Regions from separate parts of the Zea mays genome. Here region 2 is linked to region 1. The links are chromatin contacts, called in public Hi-C maps. All regions are on one chromosome and are shown on one strand. Each heading gives the region's core, a stretch centred on a gene start, on an enhancer-like site or on the middle of the called end of the contact. The rest is flanking DNA. Distances are from core to core; before and after follow the strand shown. Region 1 holds the start of LOC100285395 (tetratricopeptide-like helical). Region 2 holds the start of LOC100217133 (purple acid phosphatase).

The links. Hi-C and Micro-C count contacts between places; a contact is called where the count stands out from the background.
Region 2: a Hi-C map of leaf shows a contact between it and region 1, with 4 times the contacts expected there. The contact joins the promoter of LOC100217133 here to the promoter of LOC100285395 in region 1. A contact is called at or near these places in 3 of 25 Hi-C or Micro-C datasets (ear, leaf and tassel).

The regions. Positions count from the first base shown.
Region 1 is chr10:27,795,197-27,802,570 of Zm-B73-REFERENCE-NAM-5.0, forward strand. It overlaps LOC100285395 (tetratricopeptide-like helical), which reads right to left and starts at 4,260. Exons shown (of 2, transcript NM_001158288.1): 1 at 3,981-4,260; 2 at 2,418-3,858. The coding sequence starts at 4,232. The coding sequence ends at 2,605.
Region 2 is chr10:27,923,627-27,931,000 of Zm-B73-REFERENCE-NAM-5.0, forward strand. It overlaps LOC100217133 (purple acid phosphatase), which reads left to right and starts at 3,876. Exons shown (of 4, transcript NM_001143501.1): 1 at 3,876-4,390; 2 at 4,512-4,712; 3 at 4,794-4,905; 4 at 5,466-6,523. The coding sequence starts at 4,199. The coding sequence ends at 6,361.

The sequences.
Region 1 (7,374 bases), core at 3,010-5,509:
TTTACCAAAGCCAGAGCCATGATAGCACTCGTGGTTGCACTGTTTTCCTGGGAGGTCACTCCATATTCCGTTTAGATACAACATGATCTTGATTAACCATCGAGTTATCGTCATAATACAAATTTCATTTTCGAAACAATAGTATCATTAAAGAGTGACATCATAATGATTAAGTTGAGCAGTAACACAATTACTAAGCATAGTATCTATCCCAAGGTAATCAAGGAATAGGGTTCGTATTTCTAGGTAATCCTATTTAGGCAAAACCCATCAAATTTATGCAAATATCCAAAAATAAATATTATTGTATGCATTATTTGGGTACAATAAGAAATTGAGAGGGGGAATCCACTTGCCTTGGTCAAAGGTGTCATGAGGATCGTCTTCAAACGTATTTTGGTCTTCTACCACGAAATCAGCTTCTAATATAGATTCACATAGCGTACATACAAAAGAAAACATACACTAAATAAATAAACATACACCATTACATGAATAACATACACCATTACATGAATAAATATACACTATTACATGAATAGACATATACCGAAGAGACCATACTTATAAAAAGAAGATGTCTAGAATAAAACCTAATTCGTAACCCTAATATAGATTTACTAATATTGACATCCATCTCATTTGTTATGACATAAAATATAAATTCTACTTTGGGTTATCACTAGTGAAAGCTATATGGCAAGTGGATTATGAAAGTACTTTACATAACATAACGTAGATGTAGTGATTTAACCAATTCTACGGAAATAGATTAATTATCAATTAATTATTTCTACCATGAACATGGGTCTCATTTTAGTTTTATCTTTTCTTTATGAAAGAAAATGACATCTTGTTATCTAGAGGCCAACTAATTCTATTATTAAGAGAATTAAATTAAACCACTGATTTAGCTATTCTATTTGAATTATCATGGACATGGGTACCACTTATATTATCTCAGTGTTAATGGAGACTCCATTATTTATTTAGTAGATCTAAATTAAGTATATGATCCTATGAGCACAAACATTTCGACTAAATTCTAAAGTTCATTAAAAACAAGATTAACTGTGAAATTACTCATCTAGTATTTTGTGAGTGATATGTGGTTTACCAAATCCTGTCATTCTTTATTCTAAACATAAATTCTAAAATAATCATACACAAATTAACATATACAATGTAACAGATAATAGGACATCAATCCATCACATACACTCAATATTAATCGTTTAACATCCACAAGATCTCCAAATCATAGTATATACAAATTTAATCAAATCGTTACAGAAATCATGAACTAAATCAAACATGATTTTAAAAATATAAAAATCTATGTCGTCTTCAACCTTGCTCACGGGTCCGTGCGCAGTGAAGAAATCAAAGAATGGAGGGGGTCGATCACGGCGAGCTAGGGCACGGACGGCGGCGAGGCGAGGACGCGGCCGGGGCAGGGCACGGCCGAGGAGGGCGCGACCAGGGTGCAGGGCTCCGGCGAGCGACGGCGCTCCGGCGGGCAACGTCGACGAGGAAGAGAGGAGAGAGTGCGGGTGGGGGAGGAGCGAGCTCAGCGGCAGGGGGCTGGCTCCAGGGGGCGCGATCGGGTTTTATAGAGAGGAAGAGGGAGGAGGGAGGCGCCAGGGGAGAGGGAGAGCGGGCGGCCACCATTAATGGCACCAGCGGTTTCTCCATCAACGGGGGAGAGGAAAAGGGAGGGGCGCGACCATTTCTGATGTGGGAGGCGAGGGCCGCGACGTGGGGGCGTGCGCGAGCCGGCGTGGCGGCGATGCAGCCGAGCGCCCGCGCGGCTGGGGCATTAGGGCTGCGGGTGGGGCCCACGGGTAAGGGGGAGAGGGAGGGCCGGGGGAGTGGGGGCGCAGGTGGCGGATTGAGCCTAATGGGCCAAATTGGCCAATTCGGCTAAGGTTTCAAATTTTGTTTTTTATTTTTTTATATCCCATAAAATATAAATAAATATATTTTTAAATATTTTAAAAATCATAATAATTATACCAAAATTATTTATAATTAAAATATTTATTTTTGGGCCAAAGTTCCTATACTAATTAATTGTTTCACATAAAAGAAATTTTATGAATAAAATCATCAATGAATTATGAGCAAACAAAAATCATTCTCTAAAGATAAATGAGATCAAGCACTTGATTTAAAATTTTACTTTACTTTCTACTAAGTTTTAAATGACTATTATTATATTATTTTAATTGATGGATTTATGGTGTTACACAACTAGAGGAGGCCAACGACCAGGGTGAATTAGGATTGGTGTAGGCTCTTTGATGCCATGTTGGCCAGTATAAAAATAATATGTATTGGGGGGCTACAATATATACACAAGCCTAAGATATCAGCTAAGTAGAAGGCCTCAGAGCCGGGCTATAGGCTCATACATATATAGATAGAGACAATACAGTCCAACAAGTTAGATAAGTATGCAAAAAAAATCACAACCATCTGTATTGCACTTCAAAACTAAATGTTTGTTATTTGCATTGCATTGTACTTCAGAACTAAAGTGCATGAAAACGTAAGGGCTAGTACACATTGCATCCTGAAACACCCTTCTATTGTTGGCACACCTCAAGACATCGATACTGAAACCTCACCGATTGGATATTTGCTGGTCAACCTCAACAATCTCTTGGTTTCCACATCCATGGCCACCTTATCCTGCTCCATGCGTTCGTCAACTATCAGAGGCATGAGCTTGGCCTCTGCATAAGTGCGCAAGACTGAGTTGTACATCTCAGTGGTAACATACTCTGCATCCCGGAATATGACCAGGAGCTTCTCTGCAGCTTCAATGTCACCTGTCTTCTCGATCTGAGAAAAGATCGCGGTAGCGAGCTCATGGTTCGGCTCCCATTTCTCCAAGCATGACAGGGCTTTCTTCATGCACTCAAGGACTTTGTCCGTCTTGTCACCGAGATAACCCCAGACGAATGCCTCCCATGTGCTATAGCTGGGCTTGACTCCTTTCTCCACAATGTGGTCAAGAAAGCTCTCTGCCTTTTTTATCATGCCATTCTTGATGTAATATGAAAGGATCGTGTTTGGGATCCTTGAATCACGTGTTCCAGATGTTGATTCCCACTCACTAAAAATGCTTTCTGCTGCTGCTATGTCGTCAAACCTCAAGAGGGAAGTGAGCATGCACTTGTACTCTGTGTCACTGAACTTCCTGAAGGTTCCTCTCATCTTATTCCATACTCTGTCCAAGTTACCTCTATCTGACAAGCTTGCATACAGGGTGAGGAGCGATGAGTAAGCAGCTCGCTCCTTCCTGGAGGCCCTCTTCTCCATCTCCACCAACGCGTTCCGACCTTCCACATGGAGTCCGGCGTTGATGTAAATGCTACCGAGCAAGCTGAAGGTCATCCAATCAGGAACCACGCAGTCATCCTTCATCAGACCAAAGACCTTTTCGGCACTCTTCACGCTGTCCTTTTTGGAGCAGTATGTCAGCCATATGTTGTAGGTAACGAGGTCGGGGAGTGTGTACCTCCTTAGCTCCTTGATCATTTCTGGCACCCGCTCGAGCTCACCAGTCGCCATGTAGAGCGACATCATGTGGTTGAAGGGCAGGGCACAGGTGAGGTACCCAACACGGGCCATCTCCGCCAGCATGGCCTCGGCCTTCTCTCTTGCGCCATTCTGTACGTACGCGTGCAGCAGCGCGTTGCAGGTGGACGGCCCCTTGGCGCGCTCCGGCATGTCCTCGAAGAACTTGGTGGCACTGGCGAGTCCCCTGACCTTGGCGACGAGGTCAAGGTGCACCGCGTGATCCCCCGGAAGCAGCCGCATCTCCGGCTGGGTCCGCATCCACTCGCATATCTGCATTTTGAGCGCGGGACGAGCAGGGTCACGTCAGGAACCAGGTTGGCAATACATCGAGCAGGAGGCGAGCGTTCCGAAGCGTCGGCGGTGGAGACGTGGACAAGGGTTGGGTGGTGTACCTCCAGGGCGTGCTTGAAGCGACCGTACTTCCGAAGCTCCCTGACGACGCGGTTGAGCTGGTACTTCTGCACGGTGCGGCCTTCGTCCGCCCACCGCTGCAGCACCACCACCGCGCTCCGCTTCGGGTAGATGAGCTTCAGCAGGCGCTTCCCTAGTGTGTCGCCACCCGCGTGACCGCCTCGGGCGGAGGCGGAGGACGCCGCAGAGAACAGCCTACCGCCGTCGGGGGCCGCGAGTCGGCGCGCAAGCATGGTTTGGTCGGCAGGCCAAGGCTTCCTCGCCGGCCGAATGAGAGAGTGAGGCCCTAAAAAATTCGTCGGGCTGTGGAGGACGGTTTTTTAAGCGGGTGCCCTCACTTTTGTTGTATTTTTTAAGCTAGTGCCTTAGTTTTGATAGTGTCCTTATTTTATCATAGGTCGTGTTTTTTTTCAAAGGAATGGCCTTCAAGTGCTATATAGCAGAAGGCCAAAGCTGAGAAACAAAAGTTCTTTACACGATGTGGTGTTTGGTTTTTAAGAATTAATGTTTAGTTTCTTCATTTAATTCTATTTTAGTCTTTAGATTACTAAATATAGAAAATAAAATAGAGTTTTAGTCTCTAAGTTGCTAAATACGGAAACAAAAATATTTTATATTTAGCAATTTAGAGACTAAAATGGAATAAATTGGAGGGACTAAAATTCAGTACCTAGAAACAAAATACCCCTTAGTCAACCTCCTAAACTTTAGTTCCTTCAAATTCTTTGAACACCTATTTTAGTCATATCATTTGGTATTTTAATGATTAAAAATAACTAAAATTAAGTCACTAAAGTTTAGAATATGGGAACTAATTACCCTCTAGTCTTTCAAAGGATATGTTGGGGACTTGTTCTTAAATGCTATGAGTTAAGAACAAGGCAACACAAAAAATGTTAAATGTTAATGCCCTTCGTCCTCCGAGACATTATTTCCCTTAGAATATAATGATCTCCAGACGAAGGTAATGAAGGACATAACTTCATCATTGCAGTATACGATAATAAAAGGAGAATAACATGGAATGTAAGAGATAACATGAACAATTATGTAATATTATCAGCTCATTTCTATTTTATTATCATGGAAAAATAGAAATAATATCAAATGTACCTTCGGCTTGATAAAAGGTAAGAGTACAAGTGTGATGCACGAGCAAATGCAAGTCAGCGTGAACAGTACGGGGGTACTGTTCATCTATTTATAGGCACGGGACACAGCCCATGTGAAATTACATCCATGCCCTTTACATTTGCTAATGACTATAAGGTAATTCATCGAGGTCTAAATAGCCTTTTCCCCTTTGAGTCGGTTCCCTTTCCTGCTGTCATGCCGAAGGTCCCTTGCGCATAGCTTCGGCGCTGCATCAATCTTCGTATTGTTCGTGTTTCTCCCACTGTGGTTCTGATCCGAGTACGAAGGTACCTGTTCATGTATTACAACTCTGGAAACATTGTTAAATCATGTTTTTGAGGACCTTCGGAAGGCGAAGGCCCTAAGCCGAAGCTCCGAAAAAACACCTTCCCTTTGCTAGAATAGCAGCAGTCAATGACAGACGGGGCCCTCCAACTTGGAGCGCACTGGGCGTATAAATAAGAACTCACCTCGAGCACATTTGGTACGTTACTTGCCGCCTGCTTTGTTTTGCTCAATTTTTTAGCTCTTGCTTACCAACACTTGCTTAGTTTCATAGACTTTCTAAGCTTCGGTTCTAAGGACACATTTTCGCCATTTCCGAAGAAAAGATGTCTCAAGACAAAAAAGTTGCTGCTGAGACGAAGCTGAGCGAGGAGGAGAAGCTCATTGAGGAGAAGACTGCTGGATTTATTGAGTCAATTGCAAAAACAAACACAGAGAAGATAACTAGAGAGATATTAGAAGACTTGTCTGAAGATACTGATGATAGCGAGAGCTATGATGTGGAGAGTGGAGGCGAAGACTCTGAAGATCATCCTTGGCGACCAAGTCATGCAGTCTTCGGAAAATCAACTATCAAACAGAGTCATCTTGATAATATGAGAGGAAGGTATTTTCGAGATATGTCTATTGTGAGGGCTGACGTAGACAGAGCCGTTCCTGCTCCCGAAGAAGACGAAGTTGTAATCTACCGAAGTTTCTTCGAAGCTGGACTTCGGTTCCCATTAAGCATATTTGTGGTTGAAGTTTTAAAGATATATCAGATTTTCCTTCACTAGATCACTCCCGAAGCAATTATCAGAATGGGGATCTTCGTCTGGGCTGTGAGGAGTCAAGGTCTAGAGCCAAGCGCAAGATGTTTTTGCAGTATGCACGAGCTTTCGTATGAGACGAAGCCTTGGGGTAAGGAACAATATCATAACAATTTTGGGTGCTACAGTTTTGTTGCTCGCTCTGGCGCAAGCTACCCAGTGCCAACGTTTCGGAAGAGGTGGCCCGGGGCCTGGATGGAAGAATGGTTTTACGTGAAAAATGATTTGAAGGCAAGAGAAGATATTAAAGAAATCATTATGCGACCCATCTGGTCCCGCTTCGGCCTCCGAAAGCCGAAGCTAGAAATTGATGAGGCAGCCGAAGCATGCCGAAGGGCCTTCAACACAGTGCTCTTTTATTGGGACAAGAGACTTAGTTCAAGAACATGTATCCTACAGGATATGGCCATTGATAGACAGCTGGGAAATGCCAACAGAGAGCATCACTAACCCTAGCGAAGGTGGTTTAGTTCGATTGAAATATACCTTCAGGTTTGGAGACCAGTTTATCGAACCAGATGAGGACTGGCTGAAATGTGTTGAAAATACTAGTGATGAACTACTTGGATCATACTCCAAGTCTGAAGATAATGCACTATCTGCGGCCTTCGGGAGTCGAAAAAAGAAAAGACTAAATAAGGTTTTTGATGCTATTGGATTTGTGTACCCTGACTATCGCTACCCGCCGCGGGGTCAGAAAAGAAAGGGTGCAACTTCTGGAAAGGATGCTGCTTCAGCTGCTTCAAGCGAGCCTGGACTGAAGAGGAAAAAGCTGAAGGTCCTTACCCACCGACCGCGCTACATTGAACCGGCCATAGTACCTGAATTTGGCGGTGAAACTTCTTCAGCTATTGAAGCAAGAGGACCTGCTCCTACGCAGAGGATTGAAGAGCCGGCTGCAATGCCGAAGGGTGACAAAATTGAGGAACCAAGAATCGAAGGGACGAAAACATTAGAAGTTCTAAGCCCTTCGGTAGGAGTGGCGGTGCCGAAGGCACAAAAAGGTCTAGCAGCGACCCCAAGAGAAAAAGGATGGCCAGTGTACTAGATGTGCTGGAGACGATAAAAACTTCAAGCTCTACTCCAGGGAAAATTGCTAAGGCTTCGAAAGTGCAAGTTGAAACCGAAACAAAACTGACCGAAGCCG
Region 2 (7,374 bases), core at 2,626-5,125, 130 kb after region 1:
TTTTGAGTAACTCGTCAAATATTTTATCACACTTACTGACATTAAACGTAAACTTAACCTCCTCTTGCCGCTTCTTTTGAACCGGCTGCAAGGAGGGACAAGCCGAAGATTTGGCCTGTTTTGGCCAAACCATTTCAGCAGCATACACTTCCGCTGATTCGTCATCCGAGCTACTTTGGTCCCATTCTACTATATGTACGTTGTGATGCATTGTTTTAGCAGTTTCTTTGCTCCGGCTTTCGCAAGCCAAAGCTCTCTGGTGTAACTGTGCTAGCGTAAAAAATTGGATGCCTTCTAATCTTTCTTTTAAATAATATCGTAAACCATTAAAGGCTAATCCTGCTAGCTGTTTTTCTGCTAAATGAATTTGGAAGCATCGGTTTCTTGTATCTCGGAATCTCCGGATGTAATCATTAACTGATTCATCTTTTGCTTGTCGTAATGACACTTAGTCTACCAAATCCAACTCATAGTCACCGGAGAAAAAATGATCATGAAATTTTTGTTCTAAATCCCCCATGATGAAATGGAATTAGGAGGTAAAGTGGCGTACCATGCAAACGCAGTTCCTGTTAAAGATAATGAAAATAAACGTACGCGAAACGCCTCTGTGTCGGCCAACTCTCCTAATTGTGCTAGAAATTGGCCTATGTGTTCACGTGTGTTCTTTCCTTGATCACCCGAAAATTTTGTGAATTCGGGTATCCTGGTTCCCTGTGGGTATGGGTGGTGATCAAATCGGCTGTCATAAGGTTTCCGATATGATTGCCCCCCAGGGACCATGCTTACTCCGAGCTTATCTCGGAACGCCCCGGCTATTTCTTCCCTTACTATATCAATGGCAGCCGGTGCGAGACCACCGGCTCTCTGGTCAAACAAAAGTGGGATTGGCTGGATATTAGCATGTTGTCTTTCCCCACATTGGTTTGAGTTACGTGGTGCATTTCCATTTGCCCTATATGGCTCATAGGTTTGATCGTTTCTTTCCGGCCTTCTAGGTGGGGCCGGAAAGCTTTCCTGGGCTCTGGATCCTGAATTAATGGGCTGGTGCATTGCATAGTGTGATGGGAAGTGTTGCTGGGACGGGCGAGGATTCAGGTAATAATCCTCCTCAAAAGACTCATGCGCGGACTGTCTGGACATTGGCCCGGACCGTCCGTGATTATGTGCGGACCGTCCGTCGTTGTACGCGGACGGTCCGACTGGGTAGTTTAGATTCTGTGTCGTGTGTGGTGGTTCGGGCGCATATCTAGGTAACTCATTAAAAATCGGCCCGACTGTTGTTGGTCCGGACGGTCCGTGCTCACGTGCGGACGGTCCGGGCATGTGTAGATCGGCTGATTTGCTGCCGATTTGCGGTTGCTCAGGGTATGTGTCTATCGACATCCCATAAAGGGGTTGTGACTGGTCGTGACAACCTGTAGCCGATGTGTTACGCGTGTTACCTCCTAACTCAACCTCGTGCGAAGGAAAATTTGTGATACTAGATTTATCAAATGCACGTACTAGTCTCTTAAGATCGCTTTGCATACCCCCTATGATGTTCTGCATTTGTTCACGCTGATCTTCTACATAATTTCTAAGAGATTGCAGATCGTTGGTATTACTTACATTGGGGATATCTGGCGTGGGTTGGAGCGAAGCCGGATCCGTCGCCCGATGTCGGACGACCTTGTTGTTCCTGTCCACTTTGAAGTTGGCCAAGAACTTTGCTTTCGCCTCCTGGATCATCCGCTCCTTGTGCTCCTCGAACTGGATCTGCTCGTCAGCCGGCAAGGTTTCCCAAGTCGGCTCTATGATGTTGCTTGGAGAAATATCAGAGCTATCCCTTGAACCGGCCATTGAGGGCCGATTTGATGAGCTTAGATATGTATGTCCCCAGCGGAGTCGCCAAAAAGTATGTTGACACTTTTTCGGAGCGCCAAATACTCAAGAAGAACCGGCGGCGGTGCTCTCTGGTCAGGCGCGGACGGTCCGCGGCCTAGGGCCGGACGGTCCGCGACCTGGCGCAGGGACTAGGGTTTCCTGTCTGACGGCCGGACGGTCCGCGCGTGCGCAGGGGCGACGGAAGATTGCCGGCGGCGCCTGGATCTCGCTCCCGGGAGGGACCCCGTCGGGGAGGAGAGATCCTAGAGATTGTCTAGGCTCGGGCCGGCCGACCTAGACTCCTCTAATCGGCGTAGAGTCGAAGAGAGGCGAAGGATTTGGGGATTGAGAGGCTAAACCTAAACTAGACTAGAACTACTCCTAGAATAAAATGCGAAATAGAAGTTGTATTGATTCGATTGATTGTTACAAATCGGTCGTAGGCCTCTCTTTTTATAGAGGAGGGGGGCTGGACCCTTTACACGACCGGATTCCGAGCTAATTCCGCGAATATAGCTAACAAACATAGCACAAAACTCGGAACCCTAATCTACTCTGCGCGTGCGCAGATCGTCCGGCCCACAGCCGCGGACCATCCGGACCGCGGATCGTCCGACCTCAGGGCCGGACTGTCCGCACCTCAATTTTGTGCTCAACACACCTCTAACCAAACAAGCACTCAAGTTGGGGCTCATAAGATGTCCTTTCTGTATAGGCATATTTTTCATGGGCACCCGTGCTAGGGGCACTGACACAAACCTTTTTCTAAGTTGTCGTATAGGATGATGAAATGAAAAAAAAAAGACTACTTCAGCAAACCTCCTGCTCTATATTCTTCCCAATCTATGAAAGAAAGGAGGACTAGCACCGAATTTTCTCAATCCGCTTTCTTTTGGTCACAAGAGGAAGGACACATTAATATGCTTTGATGGCACTGCCGCCGCACGGTCGCCTTCTCGCCATGACGGACGGAGAGGAAGGAAAGAAGAGAGAGAGGAAAGGAGAGACCATCATGGTGTTTTGGCTGCACTGCAGCCACGCGGTCGGTCACCTTCTTACCGTGACCAAGGGAGAGGAAAAAGAAAAAAGAGAGTGATGCCAGAGATCCCTCAATCCCACGTAAGAAAAGGGGATGGAGTTTGTCAATCTGCTGTTATGAGCTTTCTCATCTGAAATTGAGTCTTCGCAATCCTCTATGTTAACCTTTTCTAAACTCTCTATATTAACTTGCTCCTACTATTATTGGCACGTGCATGCAATGCTTTTCAAATTATATGTCATGTCGTAACCTATGTTTGTTAAAGCATCTCTAACAATGTGTCCTATAAAAATATCCTATAACTTTAAAATAAATATATTTTATATGATTTAGGGCACCAACAAAATATTTTGATTCAACAATAAAATCATAATTCAATATTATAAGACAGTTCCCTTGATATAGTATATTTAAGGCACTTGAGAGGTTGCGTTATAAGTTTTTTGACAAAAACTTATAAAATGAGATACTATTTGAATAGTTTTTTTTCCATGTGTAGAGCTCTATATTTAAAATTTAAGATACTATTTTGAAACATTGTTGAAGATGCTTTTAGAGAATAGCAACAAAAAAATGATTGATCATGGCATTAAGATTGTCACCTCAAATAAAGCGCGCTCTACTGATAACGATATATGCTCTCTCTTTAAGTCATGGTCGTGCAATGAGCATCGTTATTCGCCATCGCCATCGCTATCCGATCCAGACCGCGGAGGGAAGATAGGGTACAGGTCAAATTGTGCGGGCATTCATTCTCGTTCACACGGCCGGAGACGCATTATTCGACCCGCCTCCATCTTCAGTCCCTTGCCCATGCATGATCAAGACAGATGCTCCAAAACTGGCTTCAAAGTCAGCCGCTTGCAACTCCCTCCCCGGCCGGCCCTTGCTTTATTCAAATGCACGAGGCGTGCGTGCGTGCGGCTAAATATATAGGAGCAGCAGCTTCATCATTCTAATAATCGGTGTCAACTACGGTTGATGGTGTTTGTACAGGGATTCGCGGCCCCGTACCGTACGCCAAAGCACAATCCATGGGATATTCCCCGCAAATTTCGGTTTTTTTTAACTAGACCGACTGGATCAGTTGAAGCACAAGGAGGAAACAGTTGCTAGCCCAAACCCAAACCTAGAGCTCGTTATTAGGGGGAGTTGTTGCATCTTCTGTGTGACTGTGTGTATATATATCTCCGGCCGTGGGCGGTGGCGAGTTCTGTTGAGGGAGGAGAAGGGGGTGGCCAGAGAAAACAGGGGCAGAGGAAGCAGAGTAGTAGAGCCAAGGCGAGCGTATCAATGATGGGGCCTCTGCCTCTCCGCCGCCGCGTGGGCGTCCTCCTGTTCCTGGCCCTCGTGCTCCTGGGCGGCGGCGGCGGCGCGGACGCCGGCACGACGAGCTCGTACAGGCGGAAGCTGGAGGCGACGGTGGAGATGCCGCTGGACGCCGACGTGTTCCGCGTCCCGCCGGGGTACAATGCGCCGCAGCAGGTACCAGATTCCCTCCCCGCCGCCGTCGCTCCTGGCCACTCGCGTCGCATGCCTCTTTTTTCTCCTTTTTTTTTTCTCAGCAACCGATGGATGGATGGATGGATGGGTTGGGCATGCGCAGGTGCACATCACGCTGGGCGACCAGGAGGGCACGGCCATGATCGTGTCGTGGGTGACGGCCAGCGAGCCGGGCAACAGCACCGTCGCGTACGGCGAGGACCCGGCGAGGATGGAGCGCCGCGCCGACGGCGCCCACACGCGCTACGACTACTTCAACTACACCTCCGGCTTCATCCACCACTGCACCCTCAGAAACCTCAAGGTTCACTTGTTTGTTTGTCCACAGCCATTCTTCCATCTCTTGTGTATTTTACTGATGGCCGCCGTGGATGGCTTGCTGCAGCACGCCACCAAGTACTACTACGCCATGGGGTTTGGCCACACGGTCAGGACCTTCTGGTTCACCACGCCGCCCAAGCCGGGCCCTGATGTGCCCTTCAAGTTCGGCCTCATCGGTACGCGGCCGATCATTGTTTCCAACGTCTTACTGTTTCTTCGCCATAAAAATCTCATCTATTGTTTCCAACGTCTTACTGTTTCTTCGCCATAAAAATCTCATCTACTCGTAAAGGTAAATATTTTCTAAAAGGATGACAATGGGATTTTTTTTTGAACCGAAGTATAGTGTACTAGTAGAAAATTACAGCTCAAGTCGACAAAAAAAAAACCGAGGTTGTTCTTGTTCCAATAGTCTAATCTGGAATCGACGAGCTGATTGCGGTCGACGCATCCAATGGTCAATGTCCCATAAATAAATACTAGTACTAGTTTATTTACCAATGCAGATTATATATACTAATGTCTCAATCCTATCCATGATTTTTATCTGAAAGAAAAGGGGATCTTGCTACCACTGGACTAATAATAGTGTCATGGCCGCCTGTTGCCATCTGGACGTCAACCGCAACGTGCAATTAATCAAAGCTTGAGAACGCCGTGTAGACCAGGGATTCATGGACGCCTAGCTGCCGAGGACTCTGATGACTGACTGACTGACTGATGCTGAATAATGCAGGCGACCTTGGGCAGACGTTCGACTCCAACATCACGCTGTCGCACTACGAGTCCAACGGCGGCGACGCCGTGCTGTACGTGGGCGACCTCTCGTACGCCGACAACCACCCGCTCCACGACAACAACCGGTGGGACACGTGGGCGCGGTTCGTGGAGCGCAGCGTGGCGTACCAGCCGTGGGTCTGGACGGCGGGCAACCACGAGCTGGACTTCGCGCCGGAGCTGGGCGAGACCACGCCGTTCAAGCCCTTCGCGCACCGGTACCCGACGCCGTACCGCGCCGCCGGGAGCACGGAGCCCTTCTGGTACTCGGTCAAGGTCGCCTCCGCGCACGTGGTCGTGCTGGCCTCCTACTCCGCCTACGGCAAGTACACGCCGCAGTGGGCGTGGCTGCAGGCGGAGCTGGCGCGCGTGGACCGGAAGACCACGCCGTGGCTCGTCGTGCTCACGCACTCGCCCTGGTACAACAGCAACAACTACCACTACATGGAGGGGGAGACGATGCGGGTGCAGTTCGAGCGCTGGCTCGTCGACGCCAAGGTCGACCTCGTGCTCGCCGGCCACGTCCACTCGTACGAGCGCAGCCACCGCGTGTCCAACGTCGCCTACGACATCGTCAACGGCAAGTCCACGCCCGTCCGGAGCGCCGACGCGCCGGTCTACGTCACCATCGGCGACGGCGGCAACATCGAGGGCATCGCCGACAACTTCACGCGCCCGCAGCCGGGCTACTCCGCCTTCCGGGAGGCCAGCTTCGGCCACGCCACGCTAGACATCAAGAACCGGACGCACGCCTACTACTCGTGGCACCGCAACCATGACGGCGCCAAGGTCGTCGCTGACGGCGTCTGGTTCACCAACAGGTACTGGATGCCCACCGACGACGACACAAACTGACGATCACCGCCGCAGAGGGAACAAATTACTGATAGATCAGCGTAGCACGTTCCTGAGCTAGCCCCGCCCCCTTTATGTTCTCCAATTCAGTAATGCAATGCGTTTTTATGATTACTGATGAATGAATAAGAAAAATGGCTACGACTGCCCGCCGGTCATCCCAACCAGACTCTCGACCGCAGAAACAACCAGGATTATGTATGGTCCAGTGCAAATAATTATAACATTGACCAAATGCATACTAAGGATGTGTTTGTTTAAGGTTAAAATAGGATGAGACAGAGGCGATATCGTCCCCTTGATTTTTTGGGATTATGTGGCCACCAGAAATATCTTCCGGTGTTTATCTCGTCTCCACGTGACTCTAATCAAACACTATATAAACTGTGGCCGCCCCCTTCCATCTCTCCTTATACATCCATCCAATCACACCCTAAAAGGTTTGATTTAGAAAAGAAACTAGTGTATATGTTATCATGTTATTACCTCTGTTTTATGTTACCAGTAGACTGTGCCTAGCAAAAAAGAATAAAAAGCACAAGGGATCATAGTAGTAGTCGCAGCAAAACAAGTCCCTTTAGAGCCTGTTCGTTTGCACAGGGATCAGAGGGGATTAAATCTCATTTTATTCAATTTTGACTAGGAAGAGATTTATTTCCCTCCAATCCACTTGTAATGGAACAAGCCTTTAAAGGGACAGCCTCGTAGAACCCAGAGACTATAGTTGCATCACCACCATAGCCATTGTCGATGAGAGGCAGGTCTAGAACCGCCCCCACTTTTGTGTCTTTGTAGAGCCATGACCAGCCATGTTCATCGGTTTCAACATGTTCCTTTTGCCTAGTTGCCCTAGAACAGGGGTATTATTTTTTGATTGCAACACTATATGGACAATTTTCATGGGCCATCCGTTTGCTATTAGCTACTCAGGCTATTACTAAGTAGAACAATCCACCTGCTAGCTTGTTTAACTATAGGTGTAATGCGCCCATGCAGACAGAGTGAGCCCATGG